2 separate regions of the Macaca mulatta genome follow, and region 2 is linked to region 1. A link is a contact called in public Hi-C data. All regions are on one chromosome and are shown on one strand. Each heading gives the region's core, a stretch centred on a gene start, on an enhancer-like site or on the middle of the called end of the contact. The rest is flanking DNA. Distances are from core to core; before and after follow the strand shown. Region 1 holds the start of KDM7A (lysine demethylase 7A). Region 2 has its middle 11 kb from the start of DENND2A.

What was found. Hi-C and Micro-C count contacts between places; a contact is called where the count stands out from the background.
Region 2: a contact with region 1 is called in a Hi-C map of fetal cortical plate, with 4 times the contacts expected there. The contact joins the enhancer-like site here to the promoter of KDM7A in region 1. A contact is called at or near these places in 2 of 14 Hi-C or Micro-C datasets (fetal cortex germinal zone and fetal cortical plate).

The regions. Positions count from the first base shown.
Region 1 is chr3:180,016,365-180,020,907 of T2T-MMU8v2.0, forward strand. KDM7A (lysine demethylase 7A) reads right to left here and starts at 2,547. Exons shown (of 20, transcript XM_015135046.3): 1 at 2,308-2,547. The coding sequence starts at 2,501.
Region 2 is chr3:180,488,169-180,492,711 of T2T-MMU8v2.0, forward strand. No RefSeq gene overlaps it. Among named protein-coding and RNA genes, the nearest start is that of DENND2A, 11 kb to the left of the region's middle. Within about 2 kb of position 2,728, at least 11 of the 40 cell types and tissues checked have an H3K27ac peak or open chromatin away from gene starts, as enhancers often do. A contact at or near this core is called in fetal cortex germinal zone and fetal cortical plate, where this site is marked.

The DNA of each region.
Region 1 (4,543 bases), core at 1,297-3,796:
TTACAAGTGTATACTTAAATGTATTACAAAATTCTCCATCAAATACCTGGGACTTTTCATGGTTATAGTGTCAAGTGACCTAAATTAAGATAAATACAATTCTAGTCTAAAATTCGGTAGCCTATCAAATCTGCATTGCATAATGAGACAAATTTCTTTTTTTTTTTCTTTTGAGACGGAGTCTCACTCTGTCGCCAGGCTGGAGTGCAGTGGTGCAGTCTCTGCTCACTGCAACCTCCCACTCCCAAGTTCAAGAGATTCTCCTGTCTCAGCCTCCCAAGTAGCTGGGATTACAGGCACGCACCACCACGCCCAGCTAATTTTTGTATTTTTAGTAGAGACGGGTTTCACCATGTTGGCCACAGGTTTCACCATGTTGGCCAGGATGGTCTCGATCTCCTGACCTCGTGATCCACCCGCCTCGGCCTCCCAAAGTGCTGCGATTACAGGCGTGAGCCACCGCGCCTGGCGAGACAAAATTTTTACGCAGTTTAAACCGCTCAAATTTCAAAAAATAGTTCTTTGAAAAAACATAAGCATTTACATAATCACCAGGGATTCTGATTTTGTTCTACATAGAACTTAAATGTTCGGATAATCTTTATTCTAGTTGCGTAAAATATGTTATGGAAACAGGATGTGGAAATAGAATTGGATATACAAGACTGCTAAAGATTATACAAAACGAGGACGCTGCCTTTCTTTTAAAGTGATAATTTGTTGTGTCTTGTTTTCTGTTGTGAGAACCGGCTAGCCTGAAAACTGATTAAAGAAAACTGTACTTGAAAATTAAGTAAAACTTAGCTACACCTAGCACTAAACACTGCAAAGAACATTGTGATTTACATGGTTTTCTCTTCCTGGACCAGTAGAGGGAGACTAAGGCATCTGGCCTGGTCGTGTAGTGTTTCTATAAAATTGGGGAGGGGGAAGCGGAGGCTGTATTTAAATGTCCTGCTGTCAATCAAAAGACACTTCCTACAATCACAGTCACCATATCTGCTATTACTCGTGAGCGTGCTCTCGCCAAGAGACACCACCAAACGCGGCCCGGGAAACCGGCTTCAACTAAAGGTGACCGCAGGCTTTGCCACAACACCCAAATAAGGACTTTCGGAGCCCAACCCCAACTAGTTTCTTTGTTTAAATGCCTGTGAATCCCTCCCACGCCGGAGTCAAGAGGCTGTGGCGCCGCCCTTTATTAGCCTCACACTTTGATTACAAAACACACGAGTCGGCGGCCTGGCTGCGGAGGCGGCCCGAGCTCTCAAACGTCAAACCCGGAGCGCGGCGGCGGCGGCGGCTGAATCAGAGGGCAGCGTCCGCCGCTGTCGCTGCCGCCGCCAGCCGGCCCGGCAGCGTCCGCCCGGCCGACTCAAGTTCGCCGGCACCGGCGCCCACGGCACAGCCGCAGGCGGTCCCGGTGTCGCCGGCTTCGAGCGACAACTGCACTCTTTGTAAAGTTTAAGCCGCGGCGCGAGGGCGACGCAGGGGGTCCGGAGAAGCGTTCCCTTCGGGCCCCCGCCGCCCACTCCATCTGCCCCAGTCCCGGCGACCCAGGTGTGTGCGGGGGCCCAGGGCCACGACCCGGGTCAACCTGCCGCCCGCCGGGGGCCCGGCCCCAACTTCCCCGGTACCTTTCAAGTCCCCGAAAGCGAGTACCTCATCTGTTGCTCTGTTTACTCCGCGGAGCCCCGCCGAGCTGGCTGGCGCGGTCGCCTCTCGGGCCCGCCGCTGCCCCCGTCCCACCGGCCCAGGAAGTTTGATAAAGACGGGAAAGGGGGCGCGACAGGGACCCGCGGCGCGGAGGAGACGCGGGGCCGGGGCGAGCCCATCGCCGCCCGGAAGGAAGGCAGGCGCGTCGGCCAGCCGGGCAGAGCGGCGGGGCGGCCGGCGACTCCGGGCCGGAGCCCCGGGCGCGGTGGGGCGGGGCGGCGGCGGCCCGGGCTGGCGAGGGGCTGCGGGCCGGGCCGGCGCTCAGCCCGACGCCCCCGCCGCGCCCGCCCGGCCGCGTCCCCTCGCCCCAGGCTCCCCCTGCCAACTTCTCCGCCGGCCCTCTTTGTTCGTGTTTGTTGTGGCGACTCTTCGCCCGGGCCGGGCGAGCCCCCCGGCTCCCCTCTGGAGCCCGCCCGGCGAGCCCGGGGCCCCGCGCGCCCCGTTGCCCGGCCGGGGGGCTAGGCGCTGGGACCCCTGAAAGCTGGGCGCGGCGCGGCGGCCCGGCCCGAGGGAGTAGCGGGCGGCTGGCGGCGACGGCGGTTGGTCGGTGGCCGGCGGTGGCGGCTGCGGGGCTGGAGGGGGTTTATTTACCTGCCGTGGAACCAGTCCTTGCAGATATCGCACTCGATCATGAAGCGGTTCACGTCGTACGGCTGCCGGCACACACAGTACACGGGCGGGGGCGGCGGAGGCGCCGAGGCCCGGCCCAGAGCCGCCACCGACACGGCTGCCGCGGCGGCTCCAGCTGCTGCTCCCGCGGCCACCGCCGCCGCCGCTCCGGCCATCTTTAAAAAACACACACACGCTCGCTCGCTGCTCCGCTCGCCGACTGGAGCGAGCGCAGCCGCCAGCCAGCGCCGCCTCCTGCAGCAGCCGCGGCGGCGGCGGCGGCGGCGGCGGCGCTTTAGTGCGCGCGCGCGAGGCCGCGGCGGCTGGCGGAGGGGGAGGAGGGGGCGCGCGCGACGCGCGAGGCCCAGGCCCGGCTGCTTCCGGCGCTCGGCGCGGGGCCGTGCGTCTCGCGCACGTCTCTGGCGCCGGCGCGCGCTCCCCGCTCCTCTCCGCGACGGCCGGGCGGAGGGAGCCGTTGAAGGGCACGCAGGCGGCTGCGGAGGCGGAGGGAGCCGAGGCCCCGTGAGGACACGCGCGGTGGTGGCGGTGGCGGGCGCGCGGCCGCAGCCGGAGGAGGACGGCGGGAGCGTGCGAGGAGCCGGCTCGGTTATTTCGGAGCGAGAGCAGAGGCCGGGGGAAGTTCCTGCGGAGTGCACAAGGGCAGACGAGGCGCCGCGTCCCGAAGAGGGGAAGCGAGCAAGTTTCCTCCTGCCCGGGTCGCCTCGCGACGCTAGGAGAATCGCTCAGCCCTCCGCAGCCGCCCAGCGAGAACCGGAGCTGCGGCCCGGCACCGGCGTGGGTCCCGCCGAGCTGACACGCCGAGCCGGTTGTGCCTTTCCGAGGGGAGGAACGTGCCGTGGAATCCACTCAAACTTTGGAAAACGTCCCACCCGGATTTCCACCGAGCAGCAAGGAAACCAGAGCGTTGATGGAGCCACTGTTAGTTGCGGGAGGGCTGTCCCCAAGAGGAATTCATCACTGTCGTCCGTTGGGAGGGACCAACCTTGAAATGGGGTTGGTGGAGAGAGGGATGGAGAAGAACCGGCGTGCTTATAAATAACAAGACTTAGCTATGAACCCTTCCGATTCCCAAGTGGGGAAGATAGGGGTAAAATTCTAAGCGACTTCTCGCTCGGAAGAGGGATACCACAAAAAGCGGAGCGCAGGGTACTTCGCACATAATGGGCCATCAGTAATTTTTGAATGGATGAAATTGAGAGCCAAATGTAAGGTGATAAACTGAAGAATAAAAACAGCTGACAAATACTGAATAGAAAAGATTGCGTTGGAATCACAGCTATGTGGATTGGAAGTGATGTTAAGGATTAATGAATTGAGTATTTGCAGCTGAATTTCTGCTGGCATTTCTGTCAGTGGGGAAAGCTCTCACAGCTCCCTAGGTAATTTTTGTTAGGGGAGGAAGAAGTGTTGGTCTGTCACCCACCCCCAGGCAAAGAGTCGCTGATCTAATTATCCTTTTCTTTTTTGTTTTTCTTTTTCTTTCTTTCTTTCTTTCTTTCTTTTTTTGAGACAGAGTTTTGCTCTTGTTGCCCAGGCTGGAGTGCAGTGCTGCGATCTCAGCTCACTGCAACTTCCACCTCCCGGGTTCAAGGGATCCTCCTGCCTCAGCGTCCCAAGTAGCTGGGATTACAGGCACGCGCCACCGCGCCAAGGTCATTTTTGTATTTTTAATAGAGACAGGGTTTCACCATGTTGGCCAGGCTGTTCTTGAACTCCTGACCTCAAGTGATCTGCCCGTCTCGGCCTCCCAAAGTGTTGGGACTACAGTCGTGAGCCACCGCGTCCTGCCTAATCTCCTTTTTATAGCTGAGGAAAGCTAGTAACTTGCCTGAAGTCTCATATATTAGAGCTGTAACCGAAGTTTTTAAATTTCTCAGTTCTGCAACCATTCGTTTTTCTATCACATCACTGTTTGGCACATACATAGCAGGAAAAGGAAAGGCTGGAAATCATAGTTGACCACACACTGAGTAAGCTTGAAACATATTTCTACTGGAGAAAAAAGAAGTTACTGTAATGTTGGCATAGGCATCACATATTGCTGGAGTGGAAAGACCCATGCACTCAGGTCCTGCTTTCTAGAAGCTGTGTGACCTCGGGCCAGTCACTTCATTTCTCCTGAACTAGATCCCTGATGATCTGTTGAAATAAAAATTATGGATAGTAATGCCTTAATTACCTCACAGAGGTTTTATAA
Region 2 (4,543 bases), core at 1,478-3,977, 470 kb after region 1:
CAGAGAAGTTAACAGGGCTTGGTGGGGCATGGTGGCTCGCTCCTGTAATCCCAGCACTTTGGGAGACTGAGGAGAGCGGATCACCTGAGATCAGGAGTTCGAGACCAGCCTGGCCAACATGGCGAAACCCCATCTCTACCAAAAATACAAAAATTAGCTGGGTATGGTGGCGTGTGTCTGTAATCCCAGCTACTCAGGAGACTGAGACAGGAGAATCGCTTGAATTCAGGGGGCGGAGGTTGCAGTGAGCCAAGATCGCACCACTGCACGCCAGCCTGGGTGACAGAGCGAGACTCCGTCTCAAAAATAAAATAAAGAAGTTAACAGGGCCCAGGGGCAACAGAGTTGCACACAGCATGGTGGGGGCATAGCTTGTCAGAACAGGAAGTGGCCTCAGAGATGAGCAACTCAAGCCCTCCAGGCAGGAGGGGAGGGGACATGCCTGGGCCACACAGGGTTAGCACATGCACTGAACGTGGGTAGCAGTAGCGCCAGTTCCATGGCACCGGGAGAAAGGTGTCTGGAGCAAGCCACCTAGAAAACCAGAAGGCAGGAACTAGAGGAGGAAAGATTCTCATGATAAGGAGTAATGGAGACAATTCAACTGAAGAGTGAGAAAGAGAAAGTGAGAAGGCTGTGGTCTCACCAGGAAGGGATGGGTCGTTGCCACAGGGCACACGCACACAACGGCCTCCTCCTTTCCCTGCTTCTTTCAGTATTATTTCTGGTTTTTTCTCCTCTGCCAGCTTGGGGAGTAGATATGGGTGGCCCAGGGCCAAAATCCACATGCCAGGGCCCGACTCTCTTAGGAAGGAATTGCAGGCCAGAGACACCAAGCAGGACCTGGGGGGAGAGCCAGCGCTCCTCATCCTTTTTGTTTTTTTGAAACAGGGTTTGCCTCTTATTGCCCAGGCTGGAGAGCAATGGTGCGATCTCAGCTCACTACAACCTCCACCTCCCCGGTTCAAGCAATTCCCTTGCCTCAGCCTCCTGAGTAGCTGGGACTACAGGTGCCCGCCACCACGCCTGGGTAATTTTGTATAGTTTTAGTAGAGATGGGATTTCACCACGTTGACCAGGCTGGTCTCGAACTCCTGACCTTAGGTGATCCACTCGTCTCAGCCTCCCAAAGTGCTGGGATTACAGGCATGAGCCACCACACCTGGCCTTTCTCACACTTTTTATCTGCCTGATAATCCCATTGGGTTTACAAGAAAAAAAGAAGAAGAAAAAGGGACAGATTCTGGCCTTCCCTGAGTGATCCTGATGCAACGGGTCTGGGATGCAGCCCAGGAATGTGCAGTTTTACAAGCACTCCAGGTGTGTGTTTGCTTGTAGAGACACAGAGTCTCCTATGTTGTCTCACTCTGTTGCCCAGGCTCATCTTGAACTCCTAGTTTTGAGAGATCTTCCTGCTCTGTCTGGCCTCCCAACGTTCTAGGATTACAGGTGTGTGAGCCACTGTGCCCAGCCGCCCAGGTGTTTTTGGTGGAGGTGGCTCAAGTCCCCACCAAAGACACACTGGTTTAGAGCCTGCTCAGGGGGGAACAAAGAAGTTGAAGCTGCAGCAGGTAAGTGCAGGGCGTTCCTTTCTTTTGTATTCAGTTCTAAAGAAAGTGTGGGTGTGCGGTGGGAAGAGGGGTAAGGAGGTCAGGGGGTACTGAGAGGGTCTCTGCAGAGAACTGTCCACAAGGACCTAAGACCAGTGATTCCCAAGCAGGGACAACTTTGCTTCTTTGCTTCTCCAGGGGACATTTGGTAATTTTTTTCTTTAGAGACAAGGTCTTACTCTGTCCCCCAGGCAGGAGTGCAGTGGCACAATCATAGCTCACTGCAACCCCGAACACCTCGGCTCAAGCCATCCCCCCACCTAGCCTCCTGAGTAGCTAGGACTACGGGTGTGCCCCATTGCCATGACCAGGTTTTTTTTTTTTTTTTTGTAGAGACAGAGTCTTGCTATATTGCCCCAGCTGGTCTGAAACTCCTGTGCTCAATCAGTCCTCCCACTTTGGTCTCCCAATGTGCTGAGAATACAGGTGTGGGCCACCATGCCTGGCTGACATTTGGCAATGTTTGAAGACATTTTATTGTCATAATTGGGAAAGGGAAGTGCTATGGTCTGAACGTCCGCCTCCAAAATTCAGATGTTGAAATCCTAACCCCCAAGGTGATGGGAGGTGAGCGGAGCCCTCATGAATGGGTTTAGTGCCCTCATCATAGAGGCTCAGAGAACGCTCTCATCCTCTCCCAGTCTTTCCACCACGGACACAGTGAGAAGGCAGCAGTCTGCAGCCCAGAAGCAGACCCTTCCCAGAACCCAACCATGCTGCACCTGGATCCTGGACTTCTCAGCCTCCAGGACTGTAAGAAATATATATTTGCTGTTTCTAAGCCACACAGTTCATGGTATTTTGTTATATAGCAGCTCAAATGGACTAAGACACGGAGTGTTTCTGGTATCAAGTGGGTAGAGGCCAGACATGCTGCTAAACATCCTCCAAAGCACAGGACAGCCTCCCTCTCCACACACAACGAAAAATGGTCCTGTCCGGAATGCCTAAAATGCAGAGGCCGGGAAGCCCAGAGCCAGCCCCATCCCCCACCTCCACCCTCTTCCCCTTGAACGAGTACTTGCCCTGCATCACATCTGCTGGGTAGCAATGTTACGTGCGAGCTGCTAAACCCGGTCATGTGGTTCACGTGGAAAGAGAAGCACAGCCAGATGGGCCTTTGCCGAGTTCCCCTTCCCTTGCCTCCCGCCTGGGTCTGGGAACCTCCAGGAAGCGTGTGTTACTCTTCCCGAGCGAATGGTGCCACCTAGTGGGAATAGAGTTAACAACACCAGCAGAAGCATTTCATACACCTGGAAACCTAAAAATTAGCTGGCTTTCCACTGTTGAGAAGATTCAATGGGAATCAACGAAAGCCACCCAAATGAGGAAGGCAGAGGCTATTTATTTAGTGCTTTCCAAGGCCAGACAGTCAGCCACCATCGCTTGCATTTGGCAGGGAGTCAAATATAACTGGAGACTCAAATGCTAGTGGGAAAGGCTTCTATAGGAAAAAAGGAAAGATTTCAGGTGGGCTCTAACTGGAAGATGTTGGCAGGGGGGAGGTGCAGGCAGCAGCATCTTATGTGACGGGTATGGAGAGGATGTTTGGCTTTCTTGGAGTGGTCCTGAGTTGGAAGTGTCGGTGAAAATTAGGGCAGAAGGCAGTCATTGAGCAAGTCCTGACGTTCTGGGCCTTTGCCATAGAAGGTTGGCTTGGCTTCCTGCCCCGGTTGCTGCAGAGGTTGCGGGTCACGGCCTCTGAATATGCAAAGGGTCAATGACCATATATGACACTAGACATCCAAATGCATAGTTATATCTGGTCATTGTCCCTTTGCATATTCAGTCTCTTAATTCATTAAACATTCTAAATATATCCATCTCTCCTGTTACTAATCCTGAAACGGATTGCATAAAGTTACCCACGTGAACAGCAGGTTGACTCCAAGCCAGCATCTATGATTTTCAATGGTTGCCCTGATAAACTTTGATTTAGGGTTCGTATGTGATAGAACTGTTTTTTTTTTTACTGCCCATAGTGCCTTCATATGCATGACATAATTCTCCTAACTGACATGGGCCTCAGTAATAATCTCAACTTCACCTGTGTGGGAGCTGACTCTAGCTCTTTACAATGCTACACTTTTACCACTACCACCACCACCACCTGTCATTTAGTAGTGGTGATGGTGGTGGATGGTAACAGTGGTGGTAATGATGGTGGTGATGGTTATGGTGGGCCTATTGCTGCAGAGATTGTAGGTCGCCACCATCACTGTCACCATTACCACCACCATTATGTCATTATGATCACCACCACTTTTGGCACCACCACCACCAGTCACCACCAACACCATCACCAGCACCATTGTCACCACCACTACCAATATCAATGCCACCACCATTGCCACTGTCACCACCATCACTGTCACCATCATCACTATCACCACCACCACTGTCACCACCGCTACCACTGTTATCACCATCACCACCACCAGCATCAACAATACCACCATCATTACCAAATCAATGCCATCACCATTACCGTCACCACTGTCATCACTGTCACCACCATCACTGTCACCACTATCACCATCACCACCACTGTCACCACCGCTACCACTATTATCACCATCACCACCACCAACATCAACAATACCACCATCATTACCAATATCAATGCCATCACCATTACTGTCACCACTGTCATCACTGTCACCACCATCACTGTCACCACCATCACCATCACCACCACTGTCACCACCACTACCACTTTTATCACCATCACCACCACCAACATCAACAATACCACCATCATTACCAATATCAATGCCATCACCATTACCGTCACCACTGTCATCACTGTCACCACCATCACTGTCACCACCATCACCATCACCACCACTGTCACCACCACTACCACTATTATCACCATCAACACCACCACCATCAACAATACCACTACCATTACCAATATCAATGCCATCACC